2 separate regions of the Urocitellus parryii genome follow, and region 1 is linked to region 2. The links are chromatin contacts, called in public Hi-C maps. All regions are on one chromosome and are shown on one strand. Each heading gives the region's core, a stretch centred on a gene start, on an enhancer-like site or on the middle of the called end of the contact. The rest is flanking DNA. Distances are from core to core; before and after follow the strand shown.

What was found. A called contact is a pair of places that touch in the nucleus more often than the background predicts.
Region 1: a contact with region 2 is called in a Hi-C map of muscle, with 3 times the contacts expected there. The contact joins the promoter of B3gat3 here to the promoter of Tmem179b in region 2. A contact is called at or near these places in 2 of 2 Hi-C or Micro-C datasets (liver and muscle).

What each region holds. Positions count from the first base shown.
Region 1 is chr4:10,970,769-10,977,665 of mUroPar1.hap1, forward strand. It overlaps B3gat3 (beta-1,3-glucuronyltransferase 3), which reads left to right and starts at 2,022. Exons shown (of 5, transcript XM_026407530.2): 1 at 2,022-2,197; 2 at 4,012-4,186; 3 at 5,705-6,065; 4 at 6,254-6,544. The coding sequence starts at 2,116.
Region 2 is chr4:10,836,573-10,842,946 of mUroPar1.hap1, forward strand. It overlaps Tmem179b (transmembrane protein 179B), which reads right to left and starts at 4,539. Exons shown (of 5, transcript XM_026407634.2): 1 at 4,389-4,539; 2 at 3,453-3,640; 3 at 3,242-3,376; 4 at 2,996-3,074; 5 at 2,449-2,800. The coding sequence starts at 4,484. The coding sequence ends at 2,639. Taf6l (TATA-box binding protein associated factor 6 like) reads right to left here. Exons shown (of 12, transcript XM_026407629.2): 11 at 5,491-5,619; 12 at 4,570-5,387. The coding sequence ends at 4,614. It overlaps Nxf1 (nuclear RNA export factor 1), which reads left to right. Exons shown (of 21, transcript XM_026407633.2): 20 at 657-717; 21 at 853-940. The coding sequence ends at 891. It overlaps Tmem223 (transmembrane protein 223), which reads left to right and starts at 1,280. Exons shown (of 2, transcript XM_026407635.2): 1 at 1,280-1,602; 2 at 1,918-2,351. The coding sequence starts at 1,290. The coding sequence ends at 2,210.

The sequences.
Region 1 (6,897 bases), core at 772-3,271, 130 kb after region 2:
ATTATTATTACTCTTTGGGTATGCTTGTATGAATGGTGTGACTACATCATGTACAACCAGAGAAGTGAAAAGTTGGGCTCCATTTGTGTAAAAAAAAAAGTTAAAAAAGAAAAAGTGAAGGGCTAGGGATGCAACTTACTGGTAGAGCACCTCTGGGTTCAATCCCCAGTACTACTAAGTCTCCCATTGTTGGAGGGGCAGTAGACATGTAGCCCAATGTATGGCACTTACCTGCCTAACGTGTAAAACTGTGAGTTCAATCCCTAGCACTGCAAAGCAGACTATTAAGATCAAGAGCCCATAGTCTCAACTACTATGGAGGTTTAAGTGGTAGGTGTGCTTGAGCCCAGGAATTCACCCTGTGCAATATACCCAGACCCTGTTTCAAAGACTAGGGCTTGGGGATTGGCTCAGTACTAGAACACTTCGTTAGTATGTCTGAGGCTCTGGGTTCAATTTCCATGTGCCCTAAAATGGGGGGAGATAACATTGGGGTTTGGGGGAAAAAGAGAGAGAGAAATTTGATTTTTTTTTTAAATGTGTTATTTTTTGCTGTACTGGGGATTAAACCCAGAAGTGCTCTACCACTGAGCTACACCCCAAGCTCTTATATTTTTATTTTGAGACAGGGTTTTGTAAATTCCCCAGGCTGTCCACCAACTTGCCACCATCCTGCTTCAGCCTCCCAGGAGCTAGGATTACAGACCTGGGCTGCTACCATACCCAGCTGGGAAGTTGCCTTAACTCTGTTGTAGTTAGCAGAAAAAGTTCTGATATTTTATTTCATACTAGGGGACTATAGATAATGTACCGAACAAATATTTTTTAGAAGAAAAAGAAATCAAAATATTTTTGAGTATTTTCACCAATAAATGATCACTGAGAAGAAAGGTTTATCCTGATTTCAATCATTACACAATGTATACATGTATTGAAACATCAGGTATCCCTTAAATTTATACAATTTTTATATTATGTATCACTTAAGAAACTAAAGTCTCCCATTGTTTTAGTGACAAGAAGAGCTTCTTTCTTTTTTGGGGGGGGAGGGGTGGGACTGAACTCAGGGACACTCAACCACTGAGCCTCATCCCCAGCTCTATCTCTATTTTGTATTTGTATTTAGAGACAGGGACTCACTGAGGTGCTTACTGCCTCCTTTTTTTGCTGGGGCTGGTTTTGATCTTGCAATTCTCCTGCCTCCGCCTGTCTAACCGTTGGGATTACAGGCTTGCGCCGCCCAGGCGACTGCATCTTCCACACTGACCACATCTTAGGATCATGATTGTTTCACAAGAACCTGTTTTGTCTCTGAAGAAAAATGACTACTAAGGGTGGTTTATGTTTGTGAGGTGGTAAAGGATGTGTTCCTGGAATTCCCTAGCTCAGGAAACAATTCTTGAATTCCCTGAAATGGAGACTCATAATAGTCTGCTGAAAAACAGTAGGTTTGGGAAAAAAAAAAAAATACAAACCCCAAAACCCAGTGGGTCAAAGGAAACAATATTCTGGAGATGAGTATTTAAGAAAACTGCCCGATGGCATTAACACCAATTTTATCAACTTCGGTTTCTTATCTATAAAATGAGACAATACCACCTAAGGATTACAGTGAGGATTATATAAGACACCCAGGGAACCGGAGAGGCCCTAGATTTCATTCATTAGTATAACAAGTGTTGTGTAACTATTAACGGATGTCACCACTGAGCCGTGAATGAATCTGCACAGAAAAACTGGGCGCAGGGGCTGGATTCCTTATGCAATTCCATGTTCAAGTGCTGGGACTGGAAGTCGGTCCCATGCGCTCCCACCCGGCTTTCTGACGGCCGGCCTCACGTGTTCCACATGGCGGATGTGACGTCACCGTCCCGTGATTCCCGGAACCTACCTGTGGGCCCGGAAATTAAGTCGGCGAGGAGCCACCGATGACCGGAAGCAGGCTCCGGGCGGCGCAGCCAGACCCAGCTCCCGGGAGATGGTCTAGGAGCGCGAGGAGGGTGGGACGCAGGGCGGGGCCGCTTCGAGGGCGGGGCCTGCGGGCCGGCGGGCTGAGGCGGGGGCCCCTCCTCCCCGCCGGACCCCGCCAGCGCGGGCGCCCGCGGCGGCGCGGCCATGAAGCTGAAGCTGAAGAACGTGTTTCTCGCCTACTTCCTGGTGTCGATCGCCGGCCTCCTCTACGCGCTGGTGCAGCTCGGTGAGCGGGGCGGGGCAGGGGTGCGGCGGGCCGGCCCGAGGGCGCCGGCCGCCGCGCATCCCGCCCTGGGGAGGAACCCCGCGCAGACATCATTCATCCCGCTCGGCCCTCTGGACAGCCCTCTGCGGCCGCGGTGCACTACCCTCTAGAACGCTCCGCGGCTTCCCGCCGCACCTCGGATGAAATCCAGACTCCTTCCCAGAGCCTGCAAGGCCCCGCATGATTCTGCGGCCACCCTCCGGCCAAACCCCATTTCCCCTCTGCTTCCCTCTGCTTCCCTCTGCTTCAGCTAGACTGGCTCACTGTCAGTTTCCTGAGAACCCCGTGCTCAGCGTCCTCTTAAGCTCTTAACCTCCTCCCTCTGCCTGCGGCGCTTTTCTCCTTGCCCTTAGGCCGCTTCTTTCTCGTTCTTTAGCTTGGATGTCACCTCGTCGGAGAGGCCTTACCTGACCACCTTTATTACTGCTGACTCCCTTCTATTCTCTATTTCCTCCATGGCCTTTATCACATTCTGTAGTGATTTATTAATTTATTTCTTTGCTTAGTGTCTGCTTTCTCAAGTAAAGTGAAAGCTCCGTGAGGGCAGGGACTGTGTCTGTTTTATTCCCTGCTGTATCCCCAGCACCTAAGGCAGTGCCTCCTAGGAGGACTATTCAATAAATATTTATCCAATGATGGAATCAGTGAATTTAATGACAAGTGTTTGGTCGTCATTAAGGGAGCAGATTGAAACCTTCCTCTTATACAGGGATTTAGGGAGAGTGCCACTTCGTGATCCTCAGGTATTTGAGACAGTCTGGTTGGGAGTAGTGGGACATGCCTCTCATTCTAGCTGCTCAGGAGTCTGAAGCAGGAGGATCACAAGTTCCGGCCTGAGAGACTTAGTTTTATTCCCTGCTGTATCCCCAGCACCTAAGGGGATACAGCAAATAAAAGCCTGGGGATGCAGCTCAGTGGTAGAGTGCTTACTTACCATGCTTGAGACCTAAGAATTAATCCCCTGCACCAAGAGAAGAAAAGAAAAAAAAAAAAAAAAAGGAGAGAGAGAGACTGTCCTAGTTAAAGACCTGTTTCTTATAATTCCAGAAGGTAAAAATTAAGAACAGTAAAATTAGGGTTAGTAGATAGAAAGGATAGCACAGATAACCGACTCAATATCAAAATAAAAATTGTAACAGGACTGAGAAATAGCTCTGGTAAAGCACTTGTCTAGAATGTACAAGGCCCTGGGTTCACCAGTGCCACACACAAAAAAATGTAACAGATGGACTTTTAAATGTGGAGGGACCAGACATGTTGGCACATACCTGTAATTCCAGTGGCTGGGGAGACTAAGGCAGGAGGATCCCAAGTTCAAAGCCAGCCTCAGCAACTTAGTGAGACCCTAAGCAAGTTAACCAGACCCTGTCTCAAAATTAAAAAAAATAAAAACAGCTAGGGATATGGCTCAGTGATTAAGCACCCTGGGTTCAATCCCTGGTACCAAAAAAAAAAAAAAAAAAAAAAAAAAGAAGAAGAAGAAGGTGGAGAGAGGCTGCTAATTTGAGGCAGTGAGTTCCCCACCACCAGAGGAATAGAATAAGGCTAAAAGTCATAGACTGGGGATGTAGCTCCTTGGTAGAATGCTTGCCTAACTTGTGCTAAGGCTGTGGTTTGACCCCTAGCACCACAAAGGAACAAAAAAGAAGTTGTAAGGGGAGGTCCTGCATTGGCTAGAGGTTAAAGAGGAAGTTTTTGGCCCTTTGGGTTGCTGAACAAACTTGTGTTTCTCTGCCCCCCCACTCCCTTTCCTTATTGGTGCTTCCTGGGACCAGGCCAGCCATGTGATTGTCTCCCTCCCCTGCGGGCAGCTGCTGAGCAGCTTCGGCAGAAGGATCTGAGGATTTCTGAGCTGCAAGCTGATCTCCGTCGCCCACCCCCAGCCCCTGCCCAGCCCCCTGAACCTGAGGCCCTGCCTACTATCTATGTCATTACCCCCACCTACGCCAGGTATGGGCTTTGGCTTACCCAAGAGGGTTCCTTCAACCAAGAAATTGGGGTTGATGATGAATTTGGGGAGGTACTGGGCTAGAGGAATGTTACTTTAAAGTAGAGCATGCCAAATACGTGGATAAAGGAACCATATCTTTACTCAAAAGATCTATGGGAAAATGGTTGTTTTTCTATTAAAGTAGATAAGAACACACTAGGACACAGATTATAAAATTCCTTCTAATTTATAAGATACAAATACAAAGTTTCAAATAAATTTTGAGCTTGCCAATGAATTAACTCTTCTTGGTGATCCAATGGTGGAGAAGTTTATAAAACCCTGACTAAATTAAAGAAGAGTGCTGGGAATGTAGCTCAGTGACAGAGCTCTTGGCTAGTATGATCTAAGACCGTGGGTTTGATTTTCTGCATCATATAAAAATGTAGGAAGAGGTTGGACAGTAACACTAGAGTCTAGAGATGTTTCCACAAGCTGTTGTTTACAGTGTATTGCTCTTTACCAGGCACTGTGCTGAATGCTTTACATTGCTTTGTTTTAAATCAAAAATGTAGTTTTTCTACTGATAAAACCAATTTTGGAATGTGGTTTTGTATCTGTAGCCAAGAGGGCCTGTTAAACATGCCTCCCTGGAATCAAATGGTTGACCCCTCTAGGCCCAGGTGGCTCTAGAGGCCATCTTCACACACACCACCAACCTTGGGGAACGCAGACAGATCTGAATGATATAGAAGCTCAGAAGAGGCTGAACCTCACATCCCCAATGCCTTCTCTAAAATCGAATCAATCTTTCTTCCTTCCGTGAAGAGTAATGAGCCAAAGGGCTCCTCTAAAATTCCACTCCCTGGAAACCCAGCACAGAAGGAAAAGACCCTGGTCTACTGGTGTTTTAAAAAAGTCATTATCTTGGGCTGGAAAAGAGCTCAGCTGATAGAGTGTTTGCCTTGCATGCATAAGGTGGTGGGTTCAATCCCCAACACCACCACAAGAAAAAAAATGTCATGATCTTAGCTGGTTATGGTAGCACAAGCTTAAAATGCCATGCAACTCCAGAGGCTGAGGCAGGATGATCACAAGTTAAAGCCCAACCTCAGCAACTGTCCTAATCAACTGTCAGACCCTGTCTCAAAAAAACAAAAGCCAAAAAGGTCATTATCTTCTTTACATTTTAGAACATCAGTATTCCCATTTTACAACTGAATAAATTTGAGGCTCAGATAGAGCCATTTCCATGGTATCTCACTTAAGTTGCTAAGCTGGTATTCCAACCCAGTCTGATGCCAAAGACTATACCCTTAATTTTTATAGTCCCCCAGCTAGAGTTCTGGAGGTGAGTGGGTGACCAGTATGGACTGGAAGAACAGGGCAGGTGAATGTCAGCATGGAGCTAACAGTCAAGAAAGAGGGAGTTGGGAAAAGCCAGGGGAGAGGCCAGCAAGAGAAGCTATCAGTTGCTGTCCTGGCTGAAGTGGGCCAACAGTACCTGCCCCTTTCCTTCCTGCATTTTTCCCCTGCAGGCTGGTGCAGAAGGCAGAACTGGTGAGGCTGTCCCAGACCCTGAGCCTGGTTCCCCGGCTGCACTGGTTGTTGGTGGAGGACTCCGATGGCCCTACCCCACTGGTTTCGGGGCTGCTGTCTGCCTCTGGCCTCCTCTTCACACACCTGGCTGTCCTTACCCCCAAGGCCCAGCGGCTTCGGGAAGGCGAGCCAGGCTGGGTTCGCCCCCGTGGTGTAGAGCAGCGGAACAAGGCCCTGGAGTGGCTTCGGGGCAGAGGGGGCGCCGTGGGGGGGGAGAAGGACCCACCGCCACCAGGGACCCAGGGAGTCGTGTACTTTGCTGATGATGACAACACCTATAGCCGGGAGCTCTTTGAGGAGGTGAGCACTGGGATGGGGATGGGGAAGGAGACCAGGTGGCACCAGCTTCATCGATTTCCTTGATTACCAGTGTTGCTGTAGGCTGCTGGGTGAGGAGCAGGAACCAGTGGGGCGGAGTGAGCCAAGTGGTTCTTTCTGTTTCCCCTTGGCTACCTGTTCTCTGTTTCTTCTCTCCTGACCTCTGTTAGATGCGCTGGACTCGTGGTGTCTCAGTGTGGCCCGTGGGGCTGGTGGGCGGTCTGCGATTCGAGGGCCCTCGGGTACAGGACGGCCGGGTTGTGGGCTTCCACACAGCATGGGAGCCCAACAGGCCCTTCCCCGTGGATATGGCGGGATTTGCTGTTGCTCTGCCCTTGCTGTTGGCTAAGCCCAGTGCCCAGTTTGATGCTACTGCTCCCCGAGGACACCTGGAGAGCAGTCTTCTGAGCCATCTAGTGGATCCCAAGGACTTAGAGCCACGGGCTGCCAATTGCACTCGGGTAAGGGGGTGGAGGTAGGCACAGAAACTTGGCTATGGGATGGATAGGATGGGAAAAGTGGGGTGAAATCATGGGAATGGGTGTTTGAACAAGGAGAGAACTTAACAGCTTTCTAATCAACCTTGCTTACTCTAATGAAGGGGCAGCTGGGAGCCAGGGAGGGACAGTGGTCTTCTGCTATGCATCTCCCACAATCCTGGAAACCTATGTGGCACAGAAAGGGTTAAGGGACAAAGCCCCATTTTAGAGGCATGAAAGTCAGCCCCATTCCCAGCCCTTCACATTTTGCAGACAACACTGTGAAGGTAGAGGAGTCAGAGAATCCATTCTACCCCGATGGCCCCAGAAGCTAA
Region 2 (6,374 bases), core at 3,289-5,788:
TCCTTAAAATACAAACCAAGTGAGGTGGTGCATGCCTGGAATCCCAGTGGCTTGGGAGGCTGAGGCAGAAGTATTGCAAGTTCAAGGCTAACCTCAGCAATTTAGTGGGTCACTTTCAAAAATAACAAGTATGGGCTAGGGATACAGCTCAGTTGGTAGTGTACTTGCCTTGCATGCACAAGGCCCTGGGTTTAATCCCCAGCACCACACACACACATAAAAAGGACTAGGGATGTAGCACTACTTAAGTGCCCTGGGCTCAATTCCTAGGGCCAAAAAACTGGGCACAGTGGTCCATACATGGAAACCGAGCTACTTGGGAGACTAAAGCAGGAGGATTCCCAGTTTGAGGGCCAGACTGGGCAACTTGTCAAGATAAAAAGTACTACGATGCAGCTCAGTGGTAGAAAGTCCCTAAGTTTAATTCCCTATACTGGGGATAAAGTGAGGTGGGGTGGTGCATGCTTATAATCACAGCTACTTGAGGCAGGGGGATCACAAGTTGAAGGCCAAAAGGGCTGAAAATCACATTTTTAAGTGCAAGTACAGCAGATAATTGTTGGTGGTGTCTCTGGAGGATGGCTTCTGAAATAGCCCTTAGTGTTCAGGGTGAGTACATTTTGGTTCTCATGGAACTTCCTGTTCTTCGCTGCCAGGTGCCTTCAGGACAACAACTGGGACTATACTAGATCTGCCCAAGCCTTCACTCATCTCAAGGTAAGATTTGGGAATACTATGGCAAAAAGACAGGGCTCTCTGAGCCTTGGAGAAGGTTAAGTGAGGGTCAAATGAGTAAGGCATTGGGGACAGAAAAGGGACACCTGGCTGTACTGACCTTTTATTTTTTTCCAGGCCAAGGGTGAGATCCCAGAAGTTGCATTCATGAAGTGATCCATAGTTGTGCTCCAGAAGTGCGTGTGTAAATAGCCCTTGGATATTATTGTATGGTTGTCATCCCTTGCCTTCTGTCCGGCCGGAGGCCACCCTGTGACTGTGACTGAGGAGGGAGGTCTGTGGATCCCGCTCCTCACCTGCCTTCTGGAAGACTTCCTGAAGACTTCCAGAAGATTGAGCCTCACTGGTGCCAGGAAGCCAAAGCTCACTTTGTAGAACTGACACTAAACTACCCGAAGGACTTAGGTGCTTTGTGTACTTAGCCCCAGGATTCCCCTTACTTTTTAAGATAAAGAGTGATATTGTATTTTGCCTCTGCGTTCTGGATTGCTTCTCCTGGCGGGCGGGGCCTCGGCAGGAAGTCCCGCCTCTGAAGCAGAAGTGGCCTGCCCGCCATGGCGGCAGCTTGGAGGTGTTCTCATGGGCTGCTTGTGGCGCTGCGGCTCCTGCCCACGCGCCAGGCCCTGCACCACGCGACCCCGGCGCAGGATGTGCTACTCTTCGAGCATGAGCGGGGCCGGTTCTTCACTATCCTCGGACTCTTCTGTGCCGGCCAGGGCATCTTCTGGGCCTCCCTGGCCTTCACAGCTTGGTCTGCACCCCCGGTCCAGGCGCGACCCCTGGATGCAGAGGCCCCAGACCGCGGCCGCTTGGACCTGCGCGCTGTGCTCTGGCGCTACGGGCTGGCGGTCAGCTGCGGTGCCATCGGTAAGGCGTGGGCCGGCTTCTCTACCTGGAACCGGGCAGTGGGCTCTAGGCTCAGTCAAGGAGAGATGAGCAGAAGAGGGCGCTGTAGTCCCTGGGCGCCACATCCACTCAGCGCTCTGTCCTTGAGCAAATTTAAGTTTTAAGCCCCTTTCCTGAGTTTTAAAATGGCGATAGACATCGCGTAGAAGTTTGTTAGATATAAGAGGTTCCCACTCAAAAATGTTAGTCACACTCATATCTTTTACTCAAAGGGAAAGGGTTGGTGTGTGTCCTTTCAGTGAACACACCTCACCCCGCTGCTGTGCTCTTCTGTAGGGACCCTGGTACTGGGTGCTGGTCTTCTCTTCTCTCTACGATCTGTGCGTTCAGTGATGCTTCGAGCAGGAGGGCAGCAGGTGACCCTGACCACTCATGCCCCTTTTGGCTTGGGAGCCCCTTTCACCGTCCCCTTGAACCAGGTATCCTGCATGGCCCACCGAGGAGAAGTCCCTGCTATGCTGCCTCTGAAGATCAAAGGCCATCGCTTCTATTTCCTCTTGGACAAAGCTGGACACTTCCCCAACGTTCAGCTCTTTGACAACACTGTGGGTGCCTACCGGAGCTTGTAAGAAGCCACCTTGGGTCTTTCACTCCCTCTCAGAAGGAGACAAAAAAAAAAGGGAAAACAAAACAAAATTGAACCTTATGGATGAGGTGACAACCAGGGTCACCAAGGGGGAACCTAAGATTCAATAGTAACAATTAAAAGAGTTGTTGTCTAAAGGGAAGTTGCCTGATCCATGCCTGTTTCACCTTCACTCCTTCCCATCACCTACTTGTTTTAACATCAAGAACACAATACCAAAATGAAGAAAGTAATACTAATATTTTGGTACAAAAACAGCTATAGGAAGAGAGGTGGAGAGGGGCCTGTTACCTTTCCCTCCTGGAGGGAAAACTGGGGCTTTCAGCACTAACAGGGCTGTGTGGGGACAAGAGGATTACAGGCACTTGGGCACAAAGTCGTTGGCTGCAGAATGCACTATTTGGTTACTCTTCAGGAATGGGACAGGCGTGGCCCAACAAGAACATCTGTCTCAGAGCTCCACTCAGGGTCTCCCCTCTCCAGAGGTCGGTATGGGGTGGCTTCAGACTTCCACTGCATGACCTGGAGCACCAAGACCACACACCATAATACCAGATTCACCCATGAAGAGGTCTGTGGGAGACAGAACAGGAATGTGAGGAGTCAGGCCATCACAGATCCAGTCCTTCCACCCACACACAAGTCTGTCAGGCTGACACGCCCTTCAGCTCCTCTTAGCTTGTCAGTGGTAGGCCAAGCTCATATTCATTGGTGAGCATCCTTATAGCTACAGATACTTGTATGAATCAGTGTGTCTCTGGGTCTCACTTCAGCATTGTGTAGGTTGGAGTAAAACTGCAGAGCTGTTCCAGGGGGTGTCCATGGAATTTTCTGAGCTTCAGAGCAGCTATGAGATCAAAGAGACAGTTTTCAGAAAGAAGTGGGGATACACCCTAAGCATACCTGTACCCAGGTGCCCTTTGAGGTAGAGAGCAACAGAAAATGGGAGGTTACAGGACTCCCCCTCTGCAGAAGGAAGGTAGCCCCAGCCAGGCTTCCCTCCCACCTCATTACCTAATTGTACTGTTCAGGGAGATGATGGAATTGCAGAAGGATCTGGTGCCAAATCGAAGGATACAGGCAGATACTAAGACCAGGAAGATGGCTATAGCTGAGATGGCCAGTGCAACGCGGAGCCCTATAAGACCTCTGGGGGAGAGAACAAACCTTGCGGTTGATGGCTTCATCCCACCTCAGCCCCTGGTCCTTGGGTTGGGACATTCACCTTTTTGAGTCTTCGATGCAGCTGCTGTAGACCCAGAAGAGCAGAAGCAGGAGACAGTAGAGGGCCAGGAAGCCAGAGGCCCCTGCCACAAAGTAGCAGAGGGATGGGGCCGAGGAATGGGATAAGGCCAGGAAGGAGCCATTCCGGGTGGTCATACCATACAATGGACAGCTACCCCTGAAGGAGCCCTGTGGAGAGAAGCTGCTGAGTCTCAGATTTCAGTCAGTGCCTCATGATGCAGGTTTCTGGCAGGTGTTAGGAATACAGGCCAGGGCCACTCTAGAAATTATGTGTGCATTGTTAGTTCCTGTTTCTGGCATGAGAAACTAGTATAGAGGGCCTGTTGGGTAAACCTCAGTGGCCAGAATGATCAGGATGTAGGCAGTGGTTATAGAAGACAAAGAACTTAAAAAGTCTCACAAACTCTGGTCTTCCTTTGTGCAGAAATCACAGAGACCTGTGTGACCTTCAAAAAGTATCTCCAGTGTTATCTAGTCTGTAAAAGAGGCATACTAGCGCCTACTTTATAGTGGCTTAATGGTCCCATGTTTAACAAGATTGCCTGACAGTAGTAAACAATCAGTTTTCTACAGGGCTGTTGTCACTTAACATAGTTGCAAGTGTGGCTGCTTGATCACCTTCACTACACTAAGCTTTATTTCTCTTATAGCTCAGCACAAATGGCTCCTGATTCATCCGATGAACGCAGGGCCGGGGCTGAAGTCTCTTTCAGAACCAGGGCAAAGTTACGCAGAGGGAAGCTCTATCTGGCGATGCACGACTCTCCTGGCATCTGGTCCCTTTGCCGAAGGAATGGCTGGGCCAAGCCAGGGCACGGCGAGCGTCGCTGCATTTCAACCGCAGGCCAGCCGTCGCCGGGCCAGAGTCGCAGCCTGCCTGGCCACCCGCCCGGCCCTGCCCCGCCCCCAGCCGCACCTGGGTCCGGGTGAGCGTCGCGGCCGCCACGGCGCCGCACAGGAAGGCGGCGGCAAAGAGCGCGAGCTCGACGCGCTGCAGCCAGGGCAGCGCCATGGCGCCCAGGCCCCGGGGAGCAGCGCCTCGGAGCCAGCCGCCCAGCCCCGCCTCTTCCGGCGCGACCCATGGACGCGGAGCCACCACTTCCGGACGCGACATTTATTTGGGAGGCGGGGACAGGCAACCTCAGAGCGGTAGGTACAGCGAGTAGTCCGACAGCGCCCAGCGACGGGCCGGGCGGCCGGTGCGGCCGATCATGGGCAGCTTCTGCACATAACGGGAGGCCGGGCTGGGCCCGTAGGGCGCGGGGAAGGCAGTCTGGAAGAGGCGCCCGCGGCAGCGCCGCCCGGCCTGCCGCCCGGCGATGATGAAACGGAAATGGGGGGCGCCGCGCGGGGCAAAACGGCTCTTCTGGAAGACGTCGCGCGTGCCGGCGCCCGGGCCCTGCTGCCGGGGCGCTCCCCGCGCCCGGTGCACGCGCGGCAGCGGCCTGCCCTCAGAGGGCGCAGGCGCCGAGGCCGACGGGGGACCGCCGCCACCCCGGGGGCTCTCGTCACCCTGCGGGCTGACCACGGCACTGGCCGTCAGCTGCGGCATTTTCCGCACTGAGTCCGGGGCGGCTGCCGGCTCTTTCTTCTCGCCGGGCGGCCTTGGGGCAGTGGGTGCAGGCTGGCCCGTGCCAAAGCGGATGGCCAGGCTGTCACCGAAGAAGGCGTAGAGCTCACGGTAGATGTCCGCCAGGGTCACTGAGGGAAAGGGGTCCTCAGGCCCCGCTCCCCCTGGTGGCAGCGGAAGACCAGACCCAAAGCTTGGCTCTGCACCGCCCCCGGAAGGAGACTCCTGAAGGAGAAGGCTGTCCCAAGGCAGGTCTTCCGAACGCCGGAACCCCCTGCCGCCTGGGCCACCCGCGCTGGGCTCTGCTGCTTGAGCCTTCATCTTCAGGAGGCGCTCTACAGCCACCTGTAAGAGGAAGGGACGAGGATGAGCCTAAGCCCATCAAGTACTCCAAAGTAAGCGTGCTGAGCTCATTGGGGGAAGGAGGCTAGAAGGGGTTGATACTCACCAGAATGGCTCCATAAACTTTGTGTCCATCTGCTTTGACCTGAGCATTAGATACAGAATAATCATCCAGCACAGCCTGCAGGTTTGTCCAGTAAGTAGACAGGTGTGGGTACAGGACTCTTTCTACCGCCTGGAAAGAAGAAATGCAATACATCTCTTTGTTGTGTTGTTTATTGCCTCTCAGGTACCCTTTTCCTGGGAAAGACCTAATTTTATCTGATTCTATATAGGGCTCAATACTCCTAAACTCTTAACTGGGATATCCAGCCAACGTTTATTTGGAACCTTCGTATATGCCCAAGGCTTTGTTAAGCAATGCTGATAAAGATAAGAGTACAAAGTCAGACAATATGAAGTGACCCCACCATCCTGCTATATTGTTTGCTGGAGGCTAAGCGAGCATATGTTAAAAATCCTTGCTAACAACACAGATTAACAGTTTGCAGACTAGTGAACACAGTCATAAGGAGCAAGTACAGTTCTCATTTAGATGTAAAGTGTAACTCAGTTCAGGCCATCTGCACAAAAAACACCAGAGAAATAGACTCTGATTATACAATTTTAAATCTTGTAATTAATTTGAGGGAAATGCAACTAAGACTTGGAGATGACATTTGTTGGATAAGGCAGATTTTGGTCACTCATTCACAGGATAAACTTTTGAAAATGTTGACAAAACTCAAAATTCATAGAAAAACTATTAACTTACTGCTGACTCACAAAGAAATATGAAAGTTTAAATAACTGAAATACATTAAAATAATAGTTAAAAGTTACAAAGAAAACCATGCCAAAATTCTACCAAAGTAAAAGGGTTATCTCAATTTATAAAAACAAATATTTTAAAAAATGTTATTTCCCTTCATTCTGCAAGGCCAATACAAT